2 separate regions of the Mus musculus genome follow, and region 1 is linked to region 2. A link is a contact called in public Hi-C data. All regions are on one chromosome and are shown on one strand. Each heading gives the region's core, a stretch centred on a gene start, on an enhancer-like site or on the middle of the called end of the contact. The rest is flanking DNA. Distances are from core to core; before and after follow the strand shown. Region 1 has its middle 25 kb from the start of Gm33380. Region 2 has its middle 45 kb from the start of Gm33308.

What was found. Hi-C and Micro-C count contacts between places; a contact is called where the count stands out from the background.
Region 1: a contact with region 2 is called in a Hi-C map of uterus, with 3 times the contacts expected there. The contact joins two enhancer-like sites. A contact is called at or near these places in 1 of 15 datasets of contacts at CTCF or cohesin (large pre-B cells) and 5 of 484 Hi-C or Micro-C datasets (bone marrow-derived macrophages, brown adipocytes and uterus).

Annotation. Positions count from the first base shown.
Region 1 is chr12:32,603,879-32,608,733 of GRCm38.p6, forward strand. No RefSeq gene overlaps it. Among named protein-coding and RNA genes, the nearest start is that of Gm33380, 25 kb to the left of the region's middle. Within about 2 kb of position 1,668, at least 6 of the 459 cell types and tissues checked have an H3K27ac peak or open chromatin away from gene starts, as enhancers often do. A contact at or near this core is called in uterus, where this site is marked.
Region 2 is chr12:32,288,988-32,294,242 of GRCm38.p6, forward strand. No RefSeq gene overlaps it. Among named protein-coding and RNA genes, the nearest start is that of Gm33308, 45 kb to the left of the region's middle. Within about 2 kb of position 3,109, at least 191 of the 459 cell types and tissues checked have an H3K27ac peak or open chromatin away from gene starts, as enhancers often do. A contact at or near this core is called in uterus, where this site is marked.

The sequences.
Region 1 (4,855 bases), core at 418-2,917, 310 kb after region 2:
CATCTCACTAGTACTACAGACTCTGAATCACATTAAAGGTGTGGACATAATTATGGTTATTCTAAAATAGGCATATCTCCATTACAGGACTGTCTTGCTAAAGTTAGGGCAGAAGCTTGTATAAGAACTTCAGGTTACTATGTGTTAGAGGGAGAAGGATAATGACTATTGAAAAGGTGCCTGGACAGTTACTTTGGACATTCAAGTTTTCATGGGAGTAGAGAAGAGTTTATTACACACAAATTGCTGGGTCCTAGACTTTCTTACTGCTGTGACCAAACATCTGAGAGAAACTTGAGAAAAATAATTTCTTTTGCTCTGAATTGAAGAGGTTGCTGTCCATCATGGTAGGAGGTATGGCAGATCAGCTCATCTAATGGCAGGCAGGAAGAATGGGCATGATGGGAAAGAGGGTAAAATGTCACCCTAGGACAGGTGGGCCCCACCTTCTACAGTTTCATCGACTCCCTTTACATAGCCTGCTTAGATTTTGACTCCATTAGTGGATTAAACTACTCACTATCTTAGGGCCCTCAAGGTCTAACTGATATAATAATCCTCATGGACACACCCTCTGGTGTGCCTCTCTAGTTAATTAATCTTCTAGACATCTCTCAGTCCAATCAAGTTGAAAATTTAACCATCTTTTACTCTGATTCTCCTCTCTACTCCATTGTATGATGTTGACCACTGCTGGCTTTATTATTCTCATACAAAAGAGTTGGTTAATAAGCAAACTGGTCTTTATCCCTGACTTAAGTCAAGACTGTACAATAGGACCATGTTCTATCCTCAAAGGCAGAAAGCTCAGCTTCGTTCACATTCTCAACAGAAACTTGCTGAACACACATCAGCATCTACCAAGAAAGGCAGAAGGGGAAGATTCAATTAGTACACACGACTGGGGACGGGGGATTGGTTTTTGTGTTGGCTTTGTATAAATGGGAACATCATGGTCCTGATAACAACTTACCCTCAAAAGAGTTAGGTGGCTGGATGTGAATCTGATCAGTGATTAGAAGCTGAGAACAAGGGGACAAGTGGCTGAATGTCAATATCATAGGCCGAGCCATTGTGAGACTAGACTTTCCCAGGGAGAAGAAAATGTTGGCCCATGAGTGAAGCACACAGGTATTGTTGGCATGGGGAAAATAAAAGCACAAAGCTAAGATGGAGTACTCAAGAGAATAAGAAAATGAAAAATAATATCTGAGATGGAAGAAGTCTGAACATATATAATCAGATTAAAGCAATTGCTTTAACATTTTTTGGAAAAGTGTTATATAATGGTATTTAATGGCTGTCTTGCTATCTATCACAGGTTAAAAAAATATTAGAAAGTAGTCTTAAAATAGGATTGTACATGATTCAAAAAAATTATTTAGAGCTTCCATAGCTTTCAGTGAATGATTGAGATTGTGGGTCACATTATTTCTTCTTCGTATGTTTATATATTTCTTGTTATACATGTATGATACACACATCTTACTAGTTTGTATTTATTTGTTAACAGTTTTTAAGCATGAGAACTTTTTTTTAAAAAAAGCCTTTGTCAGTGATTCTAAATTGAATCTTTGATGCAATTTATAGCCATTAGAAACTGGCCACTCCTGACTTGAGATATTTTTGGTTTAATGATGACAGTTGTTTATAGAACTCTGTGTCCCTGCTCCTCCCAAGTGAGACCTGCTGACTTGGTGCTCAGGAAACTTTAGTCTGTTTGGGTACTAAGAAAGCAAAGCTGGAAAGAAATTTCACATCTCTTTTCTACCAACCTAGGGGAGGCAGAGTGGGCCAGAGGTAGGTATGGTTGTTGACTGTTCTCTGGGTTGTCTCCAGCTCCTACACTGCCCCAGCATAAAATTTTTTGCAGGATGGTATTATTTATTCTTTGACATTTCATGCATCTGTACAATGCATTTTTACCCAATTCTCCACCCCAACTCTTCCTGACACCCCTGTCACATACTTTCATATCTTCTTCTTTGTGTGTGTAACCTACTTAGTGTTGTTAGTGATGCATACGAGCAGGAATCCTTGTTCTGAAGCTATCTCTTGCTTCTCCATCATGCCTCACAGAGCAACATTATCAAGGAAAGCCAAGAGTGAGAGCATAACAAGTACTTAAAGGACAGAAGCTCTCTAACAGTACAGCAAGCCGATGCTATTTTAACCTTGTAATCCTCTGATGACTATCTACAGTGTGCCCATTTTTCCATTTTTTTAAAAAGCGTTATTATAGTGTATAAATATTTTTCTTTATAGTCATAAGCCTGCGTTACTAATAATATTAGCCAGGTTGTTGAAAACATCCCATTGGTCAGAATACTTATTAAGGTTTTCATATTTGCATTTTCCCCAGCTAACATAATGCAGTTTCTGTTGAAGACTTCACAGGCATAAAATAATTTCTATTGGAAACATATATTTTTTACTGTATCACTTAAGAGTGAACATCTAAGACAGTTTCAATGGCGATAGCAAAGGAAAGGAGATCCTGACATAGTTTTCACCTCTCCTTGCTTCATGTTGGAGTGATGGAGAGAGCGTTAAATTGGGACTGGAGAAACAAGAAAAAGTGAGGTGCTTGTTCATGGTTTTGCTAAGTGCAAAGATCACTTCATGAACTAGAACACCCAATGGCTAGGATGTTTTTCTTCCCGTTTTTCCTATTCCAGATTTCCTTGTGGAAGTAGACATGATACTAGTAGCAGAGGCTTTACAGGGGTGAGGTGAGGTGAGGTCACAGCTCCTGCCTGTACTTCTCACGAGCGTGCATTCATCCCAGTCTCCTGTGAAGTTCTGACTTCATCCTCTTCACTGTCTAACTGCCTCCCACTCCTGGACTCATCCTTGACTTGTTCTCCTGTCCTCTCAGTCCCAAACAAAACATTTTCATGTAACACACACACACACACACACACACACACACACACACACACACACACATATATACACACACACAGCATAGAGTTTTAGTCACCCCCACCCCACACGCATACAAAAAACCCACTAAATTGTTTGTTTTCTTGAATGCAACTGAAGATTATCCTACTAAATAAACTAGGTCAGCCTTTGAAAGAAAACTCCATATTTCTCCTCATTTGTGGATTCTAGATTTTATAGACACAAGTCATATAACTATGTTTGACATGAAAGTAGAGGAGAGACTGTGTAAGACAACAAAGGAGATAATAGGAACAAGAAAAGGCAGGGGGAAAGGTGTTCAAATTATGTTTATGTAATTGTATAAAGATATTATGAAATCTAGCACTTCCAAAGGACAAAGCACTGTACTGCTCTCAACATTCTTATCTTCCAAACTCCTCGAAACAGAGCACTGAGTCCTGAGCATTCAATGCCTTTCCAACCCAAAGTTCAAATGTACCATATTCCTTCCAAAACACAGAGTCAAGTCTACCCCCAAAATAACTCAGGATCCTGGTTCAAATTTCTGTCTTAGTTAGGATTTTTTACTACTGTGATAAAATTCCATAGCCAAAAGCAAGTTGTGGGTGGAAAGGTTTTTTTTTTTTTTTCTTATGCCCCTATGTAATCTCCCATCACTGAGGAATGCTGGGACAGGAACCTGGAAGTAGGATCTGATGCAAAGGCCATGGAGGAGTACTGCTTACTGGCTTGCTCGCTGTGCTGGCTAGTTTGTTATCAATTGGACAAAAAAAAAAAAAAAAAACTAGAATCACTGGAGAGAAAATGCCTCCATAAGATCCAGCTATAGACAGACATGTAGAGCATCTTCTTAATTAGTGATTGATGGGAGAGGGCCCAGCCCATTGTGAGTGGTGCTGTCCCTAAGCTGGTGGTCTTGGGTGCTATAAAAAAAAAGCAGGCTGAGAAAGCCATGGAAAGAAAACCAATAGCAACATTCTTCCATGGTCTCTGCATTAGTTCTGTTGTGGATAGCCCTGGGGTTAATTCCGTTTTCCTGTGAGTGGCTTCGAACAAGAAATGAGTCAGCACTCAGGTGATTTCCTGTAAACCTGCTTCCCACCTTAATTTGTAAAATTAAGGAGAGTTGATGATTTGGCAGATAAAAGGGAAGGTGGAGTGGAAGGTGGAGAGAGAGAGAGAGAGAAGAAGGAGAAAATGGTAGAGAGTACACAGAGGAGGGTGAAGAAAAGAAGCAGGGCAGAAGCACACGGCCTGGAGAAATCACAAGTTCTAAGGGGTCTCATAGATGTGGAAGATGCTAATGTAGTGGTAGATTAGAGCAATCTAGGTGCACAGCATGTATTCATATTAATCGAGTTATGGTTTCATTGCTGGGACATATTTGAGTTGGTGATTTACCGCAACATAGTTCTCTACCTCCAGGTTCCTTTTTTGTTTGATTTCTTGCCCTGACTTCACTCAGTGTGAAATAAAGTTGCTTTTGGTTCCGGTGTCTCATCACAGCCACAGTAACCCTAAGACAAAGAAGGTGAAGGAGCTCCCAGTGTTAAATTTCTGACACATTGCTTGATAGGTATCTGGTATTTTTTGTACCAATCACACTCTCTGCTGGACAATATTAATATGTACTAAAGGAATTGTGGAATGGCTAGTAGATGTGGCAGCAAGGAGACCATAAAACATTAGGTCATGGCCACAAGTCCTTGAGAATTTGTCAGCAAACAAAAGCCAAAATTAAGCAAAGCCCGGGAGTATGTGGTGTAAGACAAGGATATTAATTGATCATGGTAAGAACAGTGGGTGGTCATGAATGAATCACCTGATTCAGGTTCCTGCTGATCCTTCATCTTCTGAAGCTACTTTCTTGACCCTGTAGGCTCTGTGAGGACCAGCTGCATAATTTTCAAATCTAGTGAAAAATCAAAATGCAAATTTTCGTACT
Region 2 (5,255 bases), core at 1,859-4,358:
TTGTATATGGGATGGATCCCCAGGTGGGACAGTCTCTGGATGGTCCAAGGCATCTCTTATAAAAACAACATTTAATTGGGGCTGGCTTACAGGTTCAGAGGTTCAGTCCGTTGTCATCAAGGTGGGGCATGGCAGTGTCTAGGCAGATGGTGGGATGGGAAGAACTGGGAGTTCTATATCTTCATCTGATGACTGCTATGAGAAGACTGACTTCCAGGCAGCTAGGAGGAGGGTATTAAAGCCTAAGCCCACAGTGACATACCTACTCCAACAAGGCCACACCTCCAAATAGTGCCACTCCCTGGGTCAAGCATATACAAACCATCACACACCACATAACATTTTAATTAATTCTCTGGGAGTTTCATATCATATACCCCAATCACAATACCTTTCCAGTCCTTCCATGTCTGCCCTCTATTATCTCCCCCACCAAAGAAGTAAAAAAGAAAAAAAAAACAAAACAAACAAACAAAAAAATACAACAAAAACCAAGTCCACTTTGTGTTATCTATATACTCACTGGAACACGGTCAAATCCTTAGTGGCGTGCACCTTAAATAGAACTGAGTCCTTTCCTCACCTGCACCCTGGCCAGAAGCCATCAATTATGGAGGGCTACATTTCAGCATCCCATCACACTTTTTAAGAGTTCTCTTCAGTGCCTTCCTGTCTAGGCTGTTACTGTTTGGGGGGTGGGGTGGAGGTTGGGGTGGGTGTAGGGGTTGTCATAGAAGATTGTATGTCCTCCCTCTCCACTGTGGGTATGCAGTCATCCATCTAACAGCAAAAGTAGCTTCCTTGCTCTTCACAGTCAATGGGAACAAAGATCATGGGCTTCTACACAGTTTCCAGTGACGTCATAGACCATGAACAAGGTCCTTGTTGCAGTAGGACCCCAGACCCAAACAAGACCCTTGCAGGCTGCCCCAACTGCCTGTGGACATATCACCTTAGGTGGCTGTGCAGGCTACTCAGACCAGTATGTACTCCTTCCCTGCTTCCCCCCCCCCCCCCCACGCTGGGGACAGCATGACCCAAGGAGATCAACATGGCTCCGGGTAGTAGACCACAAACCACAGACCTCTGCCTGGCCTTTGATGGTAAATTAGACCATGAACATCAACACACACCTTGGTGGCAATAGGACCTTTGTCCCAGATGTGGCCCTCAATGGCAGCAAGGACCCAGCATGGGTGGTTGCAGGCCTGGCTGGCTTATCAGACTGTTGGCTCTTCTGCCTGCACATCAGCCCCAGGTGGGGGGGGGTGTTCAATTTTTTTTTCCTGATGAATACTGATGCAAAAGTTTTCAATTAAATTATTCCTAACTTGACCTGGCTTGGAGGCACAAACCTTTAATCACAGCAGCTGGGAGAGAGAGACAGGCATATCTGTGAGCTTGAGGCCAGCCTACTTTACAGAGTGAGTTCTGGACTACACAGAGAGACCGTGTGTGTGTGTGTGTGTGTGTGTGTGTGTGTGTGTGTGTGTGTGTGTGTGAGCGTGCATGCTCTCTCGTGCACATGTACACACACACACACACACACACACACACAGAGCTATTGAAAACTGAATTCAAGAACACACCAAGGAGATTATGCACTGTGACTTAGTTGTTTTTACCCTGAGATGCAGAATGGTTCAACATACATAGCCCAAAACTTATAATGCAAGATATAAATAGACTTGAGGTAAAAACAGAATCACATGGTCATTTCTATCAATGCTAGTCAGACCCTTGGCAACACTCAACATCACTTTGTGATAAAATCCCAGAACAAGCTAGGAATAGAAAGAACATAGTTAAACACAACAGAGGTTGTATATGACCAACCCATAGTTAATCTTATAATAAATGAGGAAAAGCTCAGAGCACTTTTCTTATAGTCTGGGTGGAGTGAAGGATACACACTCCTTCCATCCTTATTGCATACAGTACACAATGGTTTAACCAGAGGAATAAGACAAGAGAATTATGTTTGCTATAACTATTCGTCTACAAGACTCTGTGTGAATAGAAGTCCTTACTACCCTTGAAGCATACACCCAGGACTAAAATTGCTGGGTCACAGAATGGCTCTGTCTATCTTACATGGATTTTGAATATGACAGGGAAACTGGTTACCTGGAGAATAATGAACAGGGTGATTGAATACAGTGGACAAAACGCTGTAACCATGGGTCTCCTAAATTCTACAGTGCACACCGCTGAGTAAGGAGTCAGGAGTGATTAATCCATAGACTGGTGAAATATTCCCTCACAGAAATACCAGTTTATCAGGTTCACATTGCTAGGGTGTGGTGTAACCTAGACCTGCTAGAGATGATGCAATATTTGAATTTCAGCAACCCCCCCCCCCAAAAAAAAACCAAAAACAAAAAACGGATGGAAATTCCCCACATGAAAATGAAGCAGGGCTGGTGAGGTGGCTCCCTTGACAAAGCATTTGCTTCAGGACATGATGACCTGAGTTCGATCCCCAGTACCCACAAGGTGGAGGGAGCCAATCTGCTCCTGCAATTGTCGTTTGATCACAAGGACAGCACAACACCCAGTGAATAACAGATAAGTGGAAAGCAAAATGAAGGAAGTAAAAAGCAGCTGTTTAGTGGTAGTAGTTTGATGTCCATTGCAGTGGACTATGAGTTCTTTACTAACTCAAAAACTTCTATATAGCTAGAAGAAACGAACAAACAAAAACAAAACAAAGAAAGAAAGAAAAAGGAGACAAGGTTAAATCACTAAGTGCCCACAGAAGCCAGAGAAATGATGAATGAGTTAACAAATCAGGCCTCTCTGGGTGCCCTGCTTCAAAGAACCTTGGCGAATGTGGTAGTCTCCAGAATATGTCACTTAAATCCAGACTTCGTAAAAACACAAAATGACAACCACGGAAAATGTACTGACATTTAAACCAAGCCCTGGGCGACGATGGGTAAGCTCCTGTAATAAAGAAAAGAGAAAAGAGACCGAGAAAGAAAGGGCGAGGGAAATCGGCTACAGGAAAAAACCCCAGACTTTCAAGCTGATAAACTTGAAGAGCAGGGAGTGTGATCTAAGGCGCCTCGTTTTAAAATACCTCAAAATTACCACAAGGTGGCGCTCTCGGGAATTTGACGCTCCAGACAATCCTGCTTCCCTGAAGTCCCGCTTTGTAGAAGGGTGGGCTGAAGGAGATGAGCCAGGCAAGGCTGCTGTGCCCTCTTCAAGGCCTGGGGTAGCTCTTTGACTTCCAAGCCTAATCTTACTCTCAGCGCGAGATCCATTAAAAACAGATCTTGGTGAGGCAGTCTGAGTCGGTGCTGCTGACCCCTACAGGCCACACTTGGAGTAGCAAAGGCTTAAACAACTGGAGAAATGAAGACTCGAATCTATCATGTTTAGAAAATTGTTTACAGAACAGCCTCTGTTCTGACCAATGGGATGATTCCATTACTAAGGTATAATGTTTGGGTTGTGACTTCAAAATACACGAGTATCTTCTACGTATTTCTGGATAGAATATCGACACAGGGATTAGTTCTTTTGGTTCGCCTAAAAGAGGACATTAACCTTGGAATGACTAAGCAAAACCACGAAAGCAACTTCCTCTCCTTCTCTCTCTCTCCCTCCCTGCCTCCCTTCCATCTTTTCCTCCTCACTCTCTCTCTGTTCCTCTCTTCCTTCTTAACAGAGTCTCACTAGGCTGCCCAGTCTGACCCCAAACCCAAGATTCTCACGCCTCACCCTTCTGAGGGGTTTGTTTGTTAATAGAGAAACCTAAAGCTGCAACCTTTTAAAACTCCTGCTATCCAGAGCCCAGCAAATGGAAGCGAGTCTCCTCTGCCAAAGCCAGGCTGCTAATTTATTAAGTCCAGTTAGAGGGACAGAATTCACGTGACTTAGGAAGCTGAGCGGCTTGTGGAAATGTTGACAGTGTGCCGAGGACCAGACACTAGGTGGAGCTTTCAGAAATGACTCTTGAAACCACAGTACAAAATGGTGTCACTGGGCAGCTGCTGTGTTGGCCATGTCCTGGTGAGGACGTCACTCTGAGCAGGAAGTTGTCAGGATTGCTGTGTGCTCCACAGGTCTGCCCCTGCTGCAGTGTGTACCAGGAAAACCAGGCCCTGTGGACTCATAACAGTCAAAATAGCAGTGACTGGCACTGAGACCTCTGCCCATCTAGTGGCAGAGAGGGCCAGTTCCAGAGGTGCCTGCCAGCTAAGGCTTGTACTGATGCATCGGGTTGGCTACATCTAAGTCTAACTTAAAACCAAATCTAGGTCCAGTACCTGGGAGATGGAGGCAGGGGGATGGATGAGGATCCAAGATCACACTTGGCTATGTGGGAAGTTTGAGACCAGCCTGGGCTACCAGAGACCCTATGTGAAAAAAAAAAACATCTAAATAATATATCTACTGTGGAATATGGAAAACGTAGTTTTCAGCTTTCTGGACTCAAAGGCTCAAGAAAATACTGTAAGCAAGGGAAGTCTGGAACCCTCTGCCCTCAAACTTCACCAGAATCCAGAGAAAATAGAGAAGAGCAATAATGAAATTGTGGAGCTTTGAATAAGAAGGGGCCCATAGGCTCATATTTGGATGCTTAGGGAATGGCACTAGGAGGCGTGGCCTTGTTGGAGGAAGTGTGTTATGGAAGTTGGAGTGGGGTTGGGGAGGTTCAGGGGTGGGGATAGGTGGGTAGTGGGTGAGTAGTGGGTGATTGGTATTTCAAATACTCAAGCCAGGCCCAGTGGCTCTCTCTGTTCCTGTTGTCTGCTGTTCCAGATCTCAGCTACCTCTCCAGCACCACATCTGTCTGCATGCTGCCAAGTTTCCTTCCATGGTGATAATTGGACTAAACCTCTGAACATAAGGCATTGCCAATCAAATGCTTCCCTTTATAAGAGTTGCTGTGGTCGTGGTGTCTCTTCACAGCAATAGAAACCCTAACCAAGACAACTATTTCTGACAGTTCAGTATGTGCAAATCAGCATGTTAACACAACGGGATAGAAAGGGCCTTTCAGTAACTAACAGCCTGGGAACTGGCTTATCATTTTGGAAATGTTTAGAGAACATACCAGGTGAATTCTGCATAGATCAATACTGTAAATGTGAACTGCACAAGCATAAAATATGTACTGCGTATATGGTATAGGTATTTCTAAGATTACTTGAGAATTTGGGTGGAAATTTTGGAATGGTTTATGAGACAGTTTCATACTCTAGTACAGGCTGGTCTGGAACTTTCTGTGGAGGCCAGGATGG